Linked DNA regions of Capra hircus: region 2 is linked to region 1. The links are chromatin contacts, called in public Hi-C maps. All regions are on one chromosome and are shown on one strand. Each heading gives the region's core, a stretch centred on a gene start, on an enhancer-like site or on the middle of the called end of the contact. The rest is flanking DNA. Distances are from core to core; before and after follow the strand shown.

What was found. Hi-C and Micro-C count contacts between places; a contact is called where the count stands out from the background.
Region 2: a Hi-C map of blood shows a contact between it and region 1, with 2.3 times the contacts expected there. The contact joins the enhancer-like site here to the promoter of CCND2 in region 1. A contact is called at or near these places in 2 of 5 Hi-C or Micro-C datasets (both in blood).

The regions. Positions count from the first base shown.
Region 1 is chr5:104,704,930-104,712,783 of ARS1.2, reverse strand. It overlaps CCND2 (G1/S-specific cyclin-D2), which reads left to right and starts at 3,676. Exons shown (of 5, transcript XM_005680985.3): 1 at 3,676-4,194; 2 at 5,919-6,134. The coding sequence starts at 4,000. It overlaps LOC108636066 (a long non-coding RNA gene), which reads right to left and starts at 5,406. Exons shown (of 3, transcript XR_001918114.1): 1 at 4,959-5,406.
Region 2 is chr5:104,934,618-104,942,471 of ARS1.2, reverse strand. No RefSeq gene overlaps it. Among named protein-coding and RNA genes, the nearest start is that of PARP11, 94 kb to the left of the region's middle. Within about 2 kb of position 3,026, at least 2 of the 5 cell types and tissues checked have an H3K27ac peak or open chromatin away from gene starts, as enhancers often do.

The DNA.
Region 1 (7,854 bases), core at 2,427-4,926:
CGGTTCCTCCCTGGTACCCCGGGCGCCCGGAGCCGGGGCTCGGACCCTCGGCCATCTGCTTTCAAGCCACCGTCGGGTTTTCGGTTTTGACTGCCTGTCCATCCCTAAATGGGAAAACCCCGACACAGCTCTGCTCTAGGGGGGCAGTAAGGGCTGGGGGGAGGGCCTGAGCCCGAGCTCCCCTCCCCTCCCCCACCCCGCCTGAGCGCCCCTCTGAGGACGCAGCTTCCCGTCGACGGCGGGATCACCTGGCTGGGCGGCGTCCGCCAGGTGAGCTGGGGCGTAAGTGTGCTCAGCGTTGCAGGTTCCTGCAGAAATGTGCCTATAAACACCCTACACCTACAGGGTTTTGTACACTTTCCAACCGAAACTGCACAACGCGAGAGGTGGTGAGCCGGCCCGGGAGGGAATAAAAATCCAATAAAACCGAAGTTCGCTAAAGGTTATCACTGATCCCTCGAAGGGTAGGAATTTTTTTTTCCCCTTGAGGCATGGAAAAGGAATAAGGAAGAGCCAACATTCTCCTTCCCCCCGCCCCCAACAGTGACCAGTTTTGACTTAAAAGCTAGAGCACAAGTTTGGTTTTTTTTTTCTTTCCCCTCTAAACCTACGTCTACACTCAAAGAAAATGCGCAGGTTTGCCCAGAAGGCAACGTCCCTTTTCCCGCGTGCGAGACGGTGTGCTTTTTAACAAGCAAAATTAAGATTTTAACACATGGTCCGAGTGGCGACGAAAAGGGAAAACTCAGTTTCCAGTCCAAGCCTCCCGGAGACATTCCTGCCAACCTCCGCACCCTCGCACGCCCCACCCCGAGCCTCGGAGCCCGAACCACTGGGGGATGGATTCGCCGCGAGGTTGCAGTTCGGATAGAGTCCGTGATCAGAAGGGGAAGTCAACGGGAAACTGGAAGGAGCGAGCCTGCCGCGCGGGGAGCGCCCGCACTGGCGGATCGGGGTGGACGGAGAGGGCGGCGGGGAGACGGGCACCCGCCTGCGCCCCTCCCCTTCACGACCGCCTCCCCTCCGCCCCCGGCCCCGCTCCCCGCCGGAATTTCTCAGTAAAGCCAGACGGGTTTGGGGTTGGGGGGAGGGAAGGGGCGAGGGGGCCCCTCGGCTCGCTCCGGAGACTTGAGGCCCTGCCACCCAGGCTTTCTCCCCAGGGTGGGCGAGGCCCGGAGGACGACCACCCGCCTCTTCCCCATCCCCCCTCCCCCCCCCCCCGCTGCCCCTCTTCAGGGGACCCCGAGCTCAGGATGCTTTCTCTGCAGGGAGGTGGAGAAAAGACTGTGCTGCGTTAGTTATCAAGTGATGTCAAGAGGCTGGGGGCCCTGGCCGGCTTCTGTCCTTGCCTGTCGGGGCAGATTTATACTTTAAAAATACCTCTCTCGCCCCCACTGCCCCCAGCCCACTCCACCCCCAACTCCCGCAGGCTTTCTTTGATCCGCTCAAAGGTGGCTGAACTGAAGTTTGAGTAGGTCTTTTATGGGGTCTTAAAATGTAAGTTAACGTATTTATCCGGAGTGATTCAAGGCCTGAGTCGGGAAGTCCACGTTGACTGAAATCAATAGGCGATTGTTAGGGACCCGATCTTTTCCGAGGAACACGCTCCTGGGCCCCGGGTGTCACCCGCCGCGCGGGGCTGTTTCATTTTGAGTTTGCAACTTGGGTTTTTCAGCGAGCTTTTTTTTTCTTCCCGAAAGCTAATGGCTTCCACCGTAATTAGACATTCTCCTCGCCCGCCCCCTTCCCTCCCCTTTCTTTACGTACAGTCGATAGGATCCTAATTCCTGCGGCTATTGATAAGGTCGCGGGCGCCCCGGCCTCTCACTAGCCCCCGCCCGCCCCATCCCCGCTCTCCCTCCGCCCTCCCTTCCTTGGCTTCCTTTTGATGTAGCGGGGAACGCGTCCTACTAAAAAAAAAAAAAAAAAAAGTAATCTGCCCGGTAACAATCAGCGCGCAGTAGCAGGAGACCCAGAGCTATTGGCTATGCAAATAGAGGGAGGGGAGACGGCGCCCCAAACTCTTACTCACCCTTTTAAAGCGATAGCCCCCTCCACCCACCCACCCACCCACCCACCCCTTCCGCCCCACCCTCGTGGAAAGGGGCTGGCCCCGGGGCCGGAGTTAATCGCTCGCACCTCTGGTTTTCTGCGCGCTCCCCGCGTTCCCTTTCACCTCCCCCTCCTTTCAGGGAACCGCTCGCCGGGTTCACCCATCCCGCACCCCCCCGACCACGCTCGCCCTCCATGCCCCGGTTCTGAGACCCTCCTTGCTTCGCGAGGGAGGTGCTGGGCTGACCTCGGGGTGTCGCGAGAGCCCCGACCCACGCGGCGCTCGCCGCACGTGCCAGCTCGGCCAGCACCCGGGACGCAGGGCCCGCTCCTTTCCCCCTCGGAGTGAAATAGCACAGAGGGCAGGGTGGGAGGGGGGTGGCGGGAGGAAGGAGGTGAGGAAACGCCCCCGGATCCCCTCCCAAAGCTGCTTTGACCGGAGGATGCGTCGGAGCACGTGTCGGAGCCGACCGCGTCTCCACCGCAGTCCAGTTCTCGAGGAGAAAGCCCTGGCTGCGATGGAGGCGTGAACCCGGAGGGTCCGCGAGCGTGCCGGCGAGGGACCCGGGGTGGGAGATCTTGGGCCTCGGAGGAAACGAAGGAGTGGTGTCGTTGGCGCTGGGGGAGAGACAGGGAGCCCAATCTACCCCCTCTCTCGCCCCCCTCCCGGCACCCCCCCCGCCCCGGGCTATTTCCTAGAAAGCTGTATCAGTGTGGCCACGCTCGGCGCAGACACCTCGGGCGGCTTGTCAGCAGATGCAGGGCGAGGAAGCGGGTTTTTCCTGCGTGGCCGCTGGCCGCGGCGGAACCGCTGGTAGCCCTGCCCCCGGCCTGCGGCGGCTCGGGGCGCCTCCCCGCGTCTCCCAGTGGCGCCTGCGGCGCCCCAAGAACGGGAGGGTTTCTGCTGCTAGGTCACAATATCCCACGTCGAAGAAGCGCCCCCTCCCTCCGGACACCAACCCCTCCGCCTTCTTCCTTTCCCCACACATCTGCGTTGGGGGGTGGGGGCGGTGGCATGGGGCGGAGTGGGGGGGCTGTATTTTGGTCCCTATAATCGGGTTTCGGAAACAGGCTGAAAATGATTAAGAACGTACATTTCAGGGCCATACATACCCTTTCCCTCTGGGTATGCAAAGTTAACTGTTTTCCAAAATCACCCTCCTTCGGGTTCATATAAGGGATCTTATTTCTCAATCGTTTGAGCCCACCTCATCTTCAGCTCACCCACCGGTCATTCCTGGATCTTAAATTCGTGGGCTGGAGTGTAGCGATCATGTTTGAGGAAACCAGAGTCGGAGGGTCGTATTTTTGGCGGGATGCACCTACAGAATGTGCTGCAATTACAGGGAATAAGTAGGGATCGGTGGGGTTTTGTGGTTTTTTTGGTGGGTTCCCCTCTCCTGGGCCCCTGGCTTGGTGGAGGGAGAGGGCCTCGGAGAGCTAAGGGAGAGGGTGGGGGGCGGCGCGGGGGACCGCGTTTGAAGTTTGGTCGGGCCAGCTGCTGTTCTCCTTAATAACAAGAGGGGAAAGGAGGGAGAGACTGAAAGGAGGAGGGGAGGGCCGGGAGGGGAGGGAAGGGGAGGAGGAACCGGAGAGGGGGGTGAGGCGAGAGGGAGGAGAAGTAACTGCCCAGCCAGTTTGCGTCACTGCCTCAGCGAGCAGAGAGCCGAGCGAGCTGGGGAGAGCAGACAAGTTTGAAGGGGAGGGCAGAGAGAGTCAGCCGCCCCCGGGGCGCTCCTCTCCCACCGCCCATCCTTCCCTTTCCACTCTTCCTCCCCGGCTTCTCTCTCTCTCTCTCTCTCTGCCTTTAACTCTACCCCTCCAAAAAAACCCTTATTTAGCCAAAGGAAGGAGGTACGGGGAATCCTCTCCCCTCCCCCCTCCCAAAAAAACCCCAACTTTTCCAGTCCGGAGATCGCAGGGGCACGAGCGAGTAGCCAGCTGGCCATGGAGCTGCTGTGCGGCGAGGTGGAGCCGGTCCGCAGGGCCGTGCCGGACGCCAACCTGCTCCACGACGACCGCGTGTTGCAGAACTTGCTGACCATCGAGGAGCGCTACCTGCCCCAGTGCTCCTACTTCAAGTGCGTGCAGAAGGACATTCAGCCCTACATGCGCAGGATGGTGGCCACCTGGATGCTGGAGGTAGGGCTGCAGGCAGGCGCTCCGTCGGCCCCCGCGCCGGGTCCCGGAACCTGGGCGAGGGCAGCCTCGGGAGCCCGCCTCCCCACTCCTGCGCCAGAGCTTACCCCCGCGCCCTTGGCGAGACGCGTGGCTTCCTCTCGGTTCCTTGCGGGGGGTGCAAGATTCCCGGGGGGGAGGGGGAGAGCAGCGAGGTTGTCCCAGGGCGGGGGGTGGGGGAGCATCCCGAGCGCGTGTGCCTGCATGCGGCTGCCACCTCTTCCCACCGGCACCCACCCCCGTCGCGACCTTTTGCTAAGCCGAGGCTGCTTGCGGTGCCTTGAAGAAGAGAATGGGAGGGTGAACCCCGAAGTTAAAAAGTCAGCTGCACCCCCTTCCCCCGCAAAGGCCAGAGCAAATGGGTCCTAGCCTCGGGTCCCCGCATGTGGTCGGGACTCCGCGTTGGCACTTAAGGGGGGAGGGAGAGGGCGGAGGGAGAAGAGAAACGGGGAATTCAGGAGCCCCGGAAGTCACACTGAAGAAACGTGTGTTTTCGGGGAACCCAGAAGAAGCACTTCTTTCCCCTTGCTCCGAACCCTTGCCGTGTGCCCACGTCTGCACGGCTCCGGACCTGCCGTGGTTTCGCCATGTTGCTTTGTAAACTCGGGGGTGGAGCGGCTGGACGCGTCGCCTGCTCCCCCTCGCACCCCACGACCCCGGTCCCCCCACTTCTGATGGCGCCCTCTCTCCCCCATCACCCACCCCGCCCCCTCGTGAAGGTTACTTACGGTTCGGCCTTCAGTTTCCTGGGTGCGGAGATCTGGGTGGGGTGGGAGGGGGAGGAGGTGTGTGCAGGGGGGATAGCGGGGCCCCCCCGAAGGAGAGGCCGGAGCCCCCCGCGCCTCTCCCCGGCGGCTCCCCGTCCTCGAGCGTCCCCCAGCTCTTCGCCACCGTCCCCGGCCTCTGCCCTTGTGGGCCGCGGCCGGACACTCCCGCCGCCGCGCTCTCCCCTGCAAGTTTCCCCTCGGGATCCGAAGCCCCAGGGGTCGCGCTCCAGACCTTCCCGGCGCCTCAAACCTCCGCTGCGGGAAGCCTGGGTCCTCTGCGGGGTTTTCACGGCGAAAGGGCTTTTCTGGGATATTTCCTCGATTTTTAATTATTTTTTGAACCCGTCTCCCCTGCTCCGACTCCGGCCGCCCAGGCTGCGCGGCGCTCGCTCCCTCCGCCCTCCCCCCGCTTCCCCACCTCTCCCCACCCACCCCCCCAAATGCGGCGCCTGGGCCGCGGGGACCCCTCCAGACAATTTTTTCAATTGTCGGAAATGATAGAGCAGGGTCTGGGGATCCGAATGAGACCAAGAACGAGACCCCTGGAGCCTCCAGAATATTTTTATTGATTTTTTGAAAAGATGACGAAATCCAAAAAAGAGAGTGAGTGAGTGCGAGCGCCCGGAGTAGTGAGCGGCCCACGGGGGCGGCGGGGCCGGCGCTGCTGCGCCCTCGGCTTCGGGGTCCTTAAGCCCCCTCTCCTTTGAGATTTTAAGTTCCCGGGGAGGACCCCCGCGCGGATGGCCATGTAAATTGCCCCCAATTTCCTCGTCTTCATTCTTATCGCTTATGCTACTCCCCTCCCCTCCCCCCAAATTCAACATTTTTGTCATTTCCCTGGATTGTGCGATTTCCCTTTCTTCCTCCTTTCCTGATATGATGGTCTCCCCCTACCCCGACCCCTTCCCACTCATGTCGTAGGTCTGTGAGGAGCAGAAGTGCGAAGAGGAGGTCTTTCCTCTCGCCATCAATTACCTGGACCGCTTCTTGGCCGGAGTCCCAACTCCGAAGACCCATCTGCAGCTGCTGGGGGCCGTGTGCATGTTCCTGGCGTCCAAGCTCAAAGAGACCATCCCGCTGACCGCTGAGAAGTTGTGCATTTACACCGACAACTCCATCAAGCCTCAGGAGCTGCTGGTAATGCCTGCCTCCTTCCTGCCTGCCTGCCTTTCTGCTCTGCCCTGGCCTAATCCGCCTTGACCCACCGCTCCCAGAACAAACTCTTAGGACCCCAAATTACCCATCTGTGAAATGTCCACCCTTTGGGGAACTCTGACTTTTCCTATTGAGACTCCTTGTGTTCCTACTGTGTGCTGGACTGTATATACAAAGTACTCAGGCTCCGCCCATGCATAAGATCTTCCTTCACAGAGGTTTGGGTTGCTGACACTCATTTGCAGAGTGTGTGTGTGTGTGTGTGTGTGTGTGTGTGTGTGTGTAGTGGAGGTATAGAACACAGTGATAATATTTTAATTAAATTCCCAGTTTTCAATCACTGACTTCTGAGACAGTCGTCAACCTCAACATGATTCAGACGTGTTGTGACGTGTCTCCTAAGAACTAGGAGTTCAAAGGTAGCCTCTAGGGAATCTCTCAGTCTCTGGCATACCTGGACATAGTAGCTGTTCACTAAACACCAACTCACTGGCTTTTGAGCAGAGTCAAGTTTGGCCCTTTGTGGGAGGATTCGGAGGCATGGATTCCCATCTTCGGTGGGGCTGTAACCTCTGCACAGACATGGGGATCTTGTCTGGGCTCTGGTTTTCTGTCAGCAAACCTTTTCCCCACCCAGTAGGAAGGACCCTTTGCCTCTGCAGCTTCACCTTTAAGACGTCCATGTAGCCACAGTGTGGCATTGGCTGAGTGGCCCCAGAGGCCCACCTTCAGTGATCTGCACACCCAACTCCCAACTCTTTTGGAAGAGTGCCCCCCCCACCCCCCGTTCCTCCCCTCCACCCTCCCTCCCTGCTGGCCAGGCCTTCGCCGAAGTCCAGAGGGCCTGGACTGGCTGCCTGAACTGAGTTCTTTGTGAGAGGCCGTCCTCCCTGAGGCTGTGCTGCCACCTAGCGGCAGACATGTGCAAGGACGGGGAGGAATCTCCGAGAATGCAGAGGGGCATGAATGACCTCACCTTTGAACAGCTGCCAGATTTCAGCTGCTTCTGGTTTGGTCGGAGAGGCCCAGAAAGGTGCTTTCTTCTGGGAGATCTGCTTCCTTTAATAATGGTACAAGTCGAGTGGTTTATACTCACATTCTCCCGTGAGAAGGAGAGCTGGAATTTCAAGCCGTCTTGGAAGACCCTGATTGTTCAGAAGGCTATCTGTGTTTTTACCCCCAACCTCCGGAAAAAAGCAAAGGCCGACAATAAAGCCAGTAAAGACAAACAAATGGGTAGAATTAAGATCCAGTTATTATTTGCTTTCCCCAAAGAAGACCAGGAAAAATAATCTTCCTTTTGCATCACTGTTTCATCATGATGGGGGGGCTCAGATCTTTTAGAGCACCCCAAGTTTTTGGAGGGTCTGCCAAGCTAATTTGTATTTCTGCAGACACATGTCTGTTCCTAGTCTCTTTATCCCAGAAGTTGAGCTCTAGAGGGGTCCTCCTATTTTACCAATGAGGAAGCTAAGACCAGGGAGGGGAGGGCATTGGCGGAGACCACACAGCCGGTGGGTGCCGTGGGCAGAATGGGGCTCCGGTGGCTGGGGGGAAGAGAGTCAGTTTCCCCGGGTGAATGTGGGAGCGAGCTGGACTGGCAGGTTGCTCTCAGCCTCTCGTTCCTTTTGACGATGATCTATCGATAGACCTGTTTTCCCTCTGACTGCACTTTTTTTAAGGCATTCCTTTTGACTTGTTT
Region 2 (7,854 bases), core at 1,777-4,276, 230 kb before region 1:
TGGGTGACCCCAGATGATTGCTCATGGTCGGGAGAACTGCCCCGATGAGTCCTGCCCAATTTCCTGACCCACAGAAATGTCATTTTAAGGTGCTAAGTTCTGGGGTTTGTTACACAGCAGTAGACACTGAAACACTCTGTGATTGTGTTTGTGGTCCAACACCAGTGAAGCCATCACTTCTTTGCTCATCTTTCAAGGTCAGTCTATCATCTACTGCTGCGTGGGCTGCAAACCAGCCTAAGACTCTCTCAGTCCTTGGAAGCAGGCATTGTGACGCTCATGGTTGGGAGAAGTGCCTGATCCTGTAGACAAGATCAGGAGTGTGTTAGAAAGCACCAGTGCAGCTCTGGAAAGGAGAAGTGGTTCCCCTACATTTAAGCCTGACATTGTTCCATTCCATCCTCACTTCTTAGGTTCATTCCCTGCTTGTATTTCAGTGCCATCCAAGGACCATATAGTTTCAATTCCCTGCAGGTGATTTCTAGTTCAGCCCAGGGTTATCATTTTCATCTGTCTCCCTAGAAACTCCTATCATTTCTCTCCACTAAGTACTGGAGTCAAAGTTCACTCCATCATGCCAGCTGCCAGATCTAAGCAGAGCCCCAAGGTGCAGTGTTCTGCCCACGGCCATGGAGAGCTAGGTCCCGCAATCTGCTCTCCTGGGGATGTCCACAGAGCTCTTAGTGTGCAGTTCGTGCTCCAAAGTGAGTCCCCAGGCAGGTGAACCTCCAATGGTTCAATAATACTTTTTTAAACCTTATTAGATAGTGAAAAGGCTGGGGAGAGGAAGGGAGCAAAAATAGTGTACTAAGATGAACTCAAGAGTATTAATACTTATTCTTGGGACTTGGTGGTGGTCCAGTGGGTAAGATCCCTCAATCCCAATGCAGGGGGCCTGGGTTCGATTCCTGGTCAGGGAACTAGATCCCACAATCAACTGAAGATCCCACAAGCCACGAGTAAGACCCAACACAGACAAAATAAATAAAAAATTTAAAAAGAGCCCTTATTCTGGAAAAAAAAAAAAACAACCCTACTTCCTATCCATAGGAGACTGGTTCTATAAACCACAATATCCTCACACAATGGAATATTAACAGCTATAAAAACAATGAGGAAGTTTTAAAAATACATTGATATGGAAAGTTAGCCAATGTACACTGTTCTGTTAAAAAGTGTTTAAAATGTGTACAAAGGGTGCTTCCTTTTTGTCTAATGCAGAAAGACAACAATAATGTATACTTACATGTGTTTGTATTTGCATAAAAAAACACGGAGAGAACACACATGAAATTAACAACAGTTTCTGCCGGCAGAGCAGAGAGGAAAGAGAGATGCCAGGGTCGGCTGGTGACACAATGAATTGATATTTACCATAAGCTTTTTCATTGTTTTGATCTTGGACCATGTGAATTGCATTACCTAATCCAAAAAAACGCTGGGGGTGGGGGAGAAAGGATACGTACTTTGCCTAACTTGATTAAAGAAAAAGCACAAGAAGAAAAACCAGGATCAGAAGCTTTGGATGGAACCGTGCCTGTCTCAGTTGCCTGGGGAAAACCCCAGGATTTACAAAGAGCTTGAAAAAATCTTGGGAAGGAGGTGAGGTGAACGCAGTGCTTTATCATGGTTTCCAAGAATCTGAAGCCACGTTGATGCTTGCGGGGCCAAGTGGGAGACACAGGATCCCACACCCAAAGGAGGCGTTAAACTCTAGGAACTGCTAGGATGGGTTTCCATCGAGACTTAGGAATCTCACACTTTGATTTGGGTGAGTCTTGACTGGGCTTCCAGACCCATGAGTCCAAGATAATTATTCCAGTCCAGATACTCCCTGACAGCGAGGATGAGTTCCTTTCTCCAGCCAGATCCTAATTGCGGGTGAAAACCGGCAAGCCTGAAGCTGAGCTCCAGGGGTCAGGGGGCTTGTGCCTTGGGTGGCAAATCTGTACAAAGTGAAATGAATAGTACTTGTTAAATAAGCATCACTTTCCTTCTTTAATTTTTTTAAAGCAGAGCTCTTTAAAAAGTCATTGATTTCTGATTGCGCGGGGTCTTCGTTGCTGCGCAGGCTTTTCTCTAGTTGTGGAAAGTGGGGGCTACTTTCCAGCCGCGGTTCTCCGGCTTCCCTTGCCGCAGAGCACAGGTTCAAGGCTCCCGGGCTTCAGCAGTCGTGGCTCAGACTTAGCTGCTCCAAGGCACGTGGTATCTCCCCGAACCAGGGCTGGAACCTGCGTCCCCTGCACTAGCAGGCAGATTCTTAACCTCTGGGCCGCCAGGGAAGTCCCCTTACCTCCTTTTAGAAATAGAATATTATCACTCCCTGGAGAGCAGGGACATACACTGCTTTTCCACTCCTTATTCCACTACTTGTGGAATAAACGAATGAATGAATGCATTGTCTAAAACCCATGAAGTAGAGTTCATTTGTGAGTTGTGTGAAAAATCATTTGCAACAAGCCATCAAATTATTTTGGGAAGCAGCAAAGGTTCCAGGTTGTGTCTCACGCTGGGAGGAGGTGACAGCTTTGCCGGTAGAGGGCAGTGGTGACTTGTCAATTAAAACAAGTGTGTGTGCGCGCGCGCGCGCGCGCGCGCGTGCATCCCGCAGCCCACACTCCTCTCTGTTCCTCCTCTCCACCGTCAGCTCCTTCCTGCGGTATCTGTCAAGGCAGAATGACCTGCCTTCGGTCAATACATACACTTCAGTGATGGACAGTTGAGGTCATAGTCCTTGACCCACGAAACCCCCTTGGCTGGACTTGGCAAACCCACCTCCGTGCTGGAATGAACTTGAATTCTACATTAATACCTTCTTAATAACATTCAGAAACCGTGGGGATTGTTTTCTGGGAAAGAAGATGCCGCCCCCTCCCCTCTTCCCCTGGGGCCCCTGACCCCTCTTTATCTGCTGACAGGCACCATATCTAATCTCGGGAATGAGGGGCAGCTCTGCAAGACCTGGGCGCTTTCCGGGTGGAGGGAGCGGGCAGGGAGGAGCGCCCGGCCAGGATCGCAGGCTGCTCAAATATTTAAGGGTACAAAGAAGCAGCTGTCAAGCACTTGTGCATTCGGGAGGGAGAGGGAGCCGGGTATAATTAGCCTGCCCTGGTTCCCCGCAAGGACTTCTCCCCTGGGGCCCCCTCAGCCCAACCGACTGCATGCAGATCAGCACCAGAGGAGGCTGACGGCTTGCATTCCTTTCCTCCAAAACTCTGGGAAAGAAGACTTTCCTCTCCAGGATAATACATGGGGGACGTCCTTCACCCCCTGACTTTTTCTGGACCTCAGTGACTTCAGCTGATAAATAGAACTAAATTCACTGACTCCACTTCCAACCTGACAATTCAGTGATGGAATCGAGGGCCTTGGCTTCCATGGTGGCTCAGCTACTAAAGAATCGCCTGCAATGCGAGAGACCTGGGTTCGATCCCTGGGTTGGGAAGATCCCCTGGAGAAGGGAACGGCTACCCACTCCAGTATTCTGGCTGGAGAATTCCACGGACTGTATAGTCCATGGGGTCACAAAGAGTCAGACACAACTGAGCAACTTCCTCTTACACTTCACTACAAAGTGGTGAGCCCACTGGTACCCAGCAGAACGCACACAGGGACCCACTGGGACAAAACTAAGTCCAGAAAGTCAGCTACGTGTAAAGTCGGGTCAGGCCTCCTGGGGATGAGCGTGGTATGGACTAGAACCTATAAGAGGGAGCTAGGGAGGTGTCAGACAGCAAGGGAGAACAATGACATCCAAGTAGGAATCACCCTTTCTATTTGTGTGATGCTTGTGAAGCGCTTCCATGTCTGGCAGCTCACTGAAACCTCAGGATGGACTGTGAGGTCGACTAGGGCAGGGAGGCCCCATTTTAAAGATGTGTGCCTGTATGCTCAGAAGCTCAATCATGCAACACCATGGCCTATAGTCCACCAGGCTCCTCTGCCCATGGGATGTTCCTGGCAAGAATACTAGAATGGGTTGCCATTTCTTTCTCCAGGGGATCTTCCCTACCCAGGGATTAAATCCATGTCTCCTGAGTCTCCTGCATTGGCAGGCAGATTCTTTACCGCGGAGCCACTTGGGAAGCCCATTTTAAAGATGAGACTGGAGCAAACACAGGGTGAGCATCCTGTTCTTGTTTCTCCCATTTTCTAATTTCATAGCCAGTGCCCCTGGAATAAATGGGTAGAAGGCACTGGTGGAAACAAACACGGTTCCCTGGGTTCCACACAAAGATGGCAAAAAGTTCAGGTTAGGGGATTTGGGCAGGATCTTCCCAATAAGTGCCCCCAAACAACCCCAATCCTTGTAGGTAGGAGGGGACTTGAAAGCTGTAAGCTTGTGGGCTACCAAGCTGAAAGGCAGAGAGGAAAGGGAAGACGCCATCAGTCTTGGTTTTCAGAAGTAGAGACTGAAGGCTATTTCATGCTTAGCGTTCGTTAGACTTCAACATTGCAAAAAAAAAACCACACACACACACAACTAAAACCCTCTGTGTACCGAGCCTGAAAGGAGCTACGTCAAGGGATGAAGGGCACTAATAAGTGTGGTCCAGTGCCTTCCTGCCCCCGGCAAGGAATGCAGCAATCCTTAATATTAACAGGAGTCTGCAGGGTCCTGGCTGGAAGCACTGGGTTACCTGTGACCTGGGGGAGCTGGAGAGGGAGGCATGGCAGGGGAGAGAAGCCCTTGTAAATATGGGTGGAGTCGGCACACCAAGTTGTGGGGGGCAAGTGCCAATCTCTGTCCCACAGATGCTTTAGAAACACTGTAGGACACAGTTAACCGGATTCATCACCCATCTCAGGTAAGAAATCCCTGAAAACGATGGTAACAATTATTGTCCTGTTATGGTAACTTGATATGCGTGCACACTTAAGTCATTTCAGTCGTGTCTGACTCTTTGCAACCCCGTGGACTATAGCCCACCAGGCTCTTGCCCATGGGGATTCTCCAGGAAAGAATACCAGAGTGGGTTGCCATGCCCTCCGCCAGGGGATCTTCCCAACCCAGGGATCAAATCCATGCCTCTTATGTCTCCTGTGTTGACAGGCAGGTTCTTTACCATTAGCGCCACCTGGGGAGCCCCGTTTCCTGGTCTCTATACATATATTATCTCACTTGATCCCCTAATGGGACACATACAAGGCAGGAATTATTTTTGTTCTTTCACAGAGGAGGAAACTGAGGCCCAAAGTATTGAAATGGTTTGACCAAGGTCATGCAGCTGGTACAGCTCTGAGCTGAAGTTCAAGCACGGAATCCTGACTCCATCTCGACCCAGTTTTCTTTTCAGGTAAGAAAAGCTGGGAAGGGCTGCCCTGGTGGCTCAGTGGTAAAGAATCTGCCTGCCAGTGTGGGAGACTCAGGTTCGATCCCTGATCTGGGAAGATCCCACATGCCACAGGGCAACTAAGCCAGAGTGCAAAATAAATAAACAGATAAAAAGAAAAGACAGGAAGAGAAAGAGCCTGAACAGCAGCCTGGCCTCCCAGCCTCCTCTGAGGGCCTTGCTGGGTGCTGCGCTAAGTCTCTTCAGTCATGTTCAACTCCGTGCGGCCCCATGGACTGTAGCCCACCAGGCTCCTCTGTCCATGGGATTCTCCAGGCAAGAATAGTGGAGTGGGTTGCCATTTCCTCCTCCAGAGGTTCTTTCCGACCCAGGGATCTTGCCTTGCAAGCAGATTCTCTACCGTCTGAGCCACCAGAGCTCCAGGTAAAGGCGGTCCAGTACAGAGTTACTTGTGCAGTGCACAGGCTGGGACACCGGACACAGGCTCCCCACAACTTCAGCAAGTTTGTGTGGCTGTAAGGAAGCAGAAGGAAGAGGGAAGGAAGGATGGGGATGTAGCAGAGGAGTGCAGAGGGAAATGAAAGAAAAAGTGATGGACCGAGAATCCATAGTCTTTTTCTTTTTTTTCAACTGAAGTATAATTGACTTACAGTATTATATTAGTTTCAGGGGAACAACATAGTAATTCAATATTTTTAAACATTACAAGACAATCACCACGATAAGTCTAGTTACCATCTGTCCCCATACAAAGTTATTACAATGTTATTGGCTATATTCCCTATGTCTGTACGTTACATCTCTGTGACCCATTTAAATTCTATCACTAGGACTTTGCACCTTGTAATCCCCTTCATCATTTTGCCCATCCCCCCTTCCCTTTTCCCTGGTAATCATTCATTTGTTCTCCGCATCTATAAATCTGCTTCTGGGGAGTTGGGGAGGGGGGCGGGGAGTCAACGGATTTTTCCGTTTGTTTTCTTTTTTTCAGCTCTATGTATAAGTGAAATCGTTTGGTATTTGTCCTTCTCTGACTCATTTCACTTAGCATAATACTCTCTAAGTTCATCCATGCATGCATGCTAAGTCACTTCAGTTGTGTCTGAGTCTTTGTGATCCTACGGACTATAGCCCACCAGGCTCCTCTGTCCATGGGATTCTCCAGGCAATAATACTAGAGTGGGTTGCCACATCCTCCTCCAGAGGATCTCCCTGACCCAGGGATGGAACAAGCATCTCCTGCATTGGCAGGCAGATTCTTTACCACTAGCACCACCTGGAAATCCACCTGAGATGGACCTAGGCTCATCCACATTGCAAATAGCAAGATTTCATTCTTTTTCACAGTTGAGTACTCCTCCATTTTCTACACATATATCACCTCTTCTTTTATTCATTCGTCCCTGGATGGACACTTTGGTAGCTTCCAAGTCTTAGCTGTTGAAAACGATGCTGCAGTGAACACAAGGGTGTATATATCTTTTCAAATTAGCGTTTTGAAAAACTGAAAAAAAACATTGCTGGGACTTCCCTGGTTGTCCAGTGGCTAAGACTCTGCACTGCCAAAGCAAGGGGTCTGGGTTCGATCGATCACCGGTCAGGGAACTAGATCCCATATACTGCAACTAAGAGCTCACATGCCACAACTAAGACCTGGTGCCGCCAAGTAAATGAATAAGTATTTCAAAAGAAAAAGTACTGCTAAGACTAAGGCCAGAGTGTACTGCCTATGTTCTCTTCTAGGGGTTGTATGGTTTCAGGTGGAAGAATCCATGGTCTTGGAATTTAGTCCAACTGTGCTTTTATCTGCAAGCTGGGGAAAATCACTCCATCAACCTGAGCCCCAGGCCCGCCCTGCATAAAATAGGATGCTGGGACAAATGGATCTAAAGTCCCTTCTGGCTCCAAAATGTTAGGACTGAAAATTCGTCTGTGTTCACATGTGTACACACACACACACACACACACACAGACCATTGCACCCAGATTATGAATGTCAACACTCATTCACTCATTAAGTAAGTTGCCTGTTAAATGCAAAGCAATTTTAGTGCCCAGTTATGACTTAAAGATGAGCATAAGCTAGACACATATTTGAATTTCAAAGTAAACCACATTATTTATGTTAGTATATAAGTCTATGTGTGCCAAGAAGAGGGCTGGAAATTTAGCACAGGTTATCAGTGACTTGGGCAGACAGGAAATGCTGGGTCCTCACATCCATGGTAGCTGTTACTAAGCTTCCCAGGTGGTTCAGACAGTAAAGAATCCACCTGCCAATCCAGGAGACATGGGTTCGATTCCTGGGTTAGGAAGATCCCCTGGAGAAGGGAATGGCTACCTACTCCAATACTCTTGCTTGGAGAATCCCACGGACAGAGGAGGCTGACTGGGCTACAGTCCACAGGGTCACAAAGAACTGGACACGACTGAGCGACTGAACACACATTAGTAAGTTCAGAGAGTGTGTCTTGCACATGAACTAAACCAGGTATCCAGGGGCACGTGAAGACACAGTGAAACCCAACGCATGAGCTCGATGAACTATCTCATGTTCCAA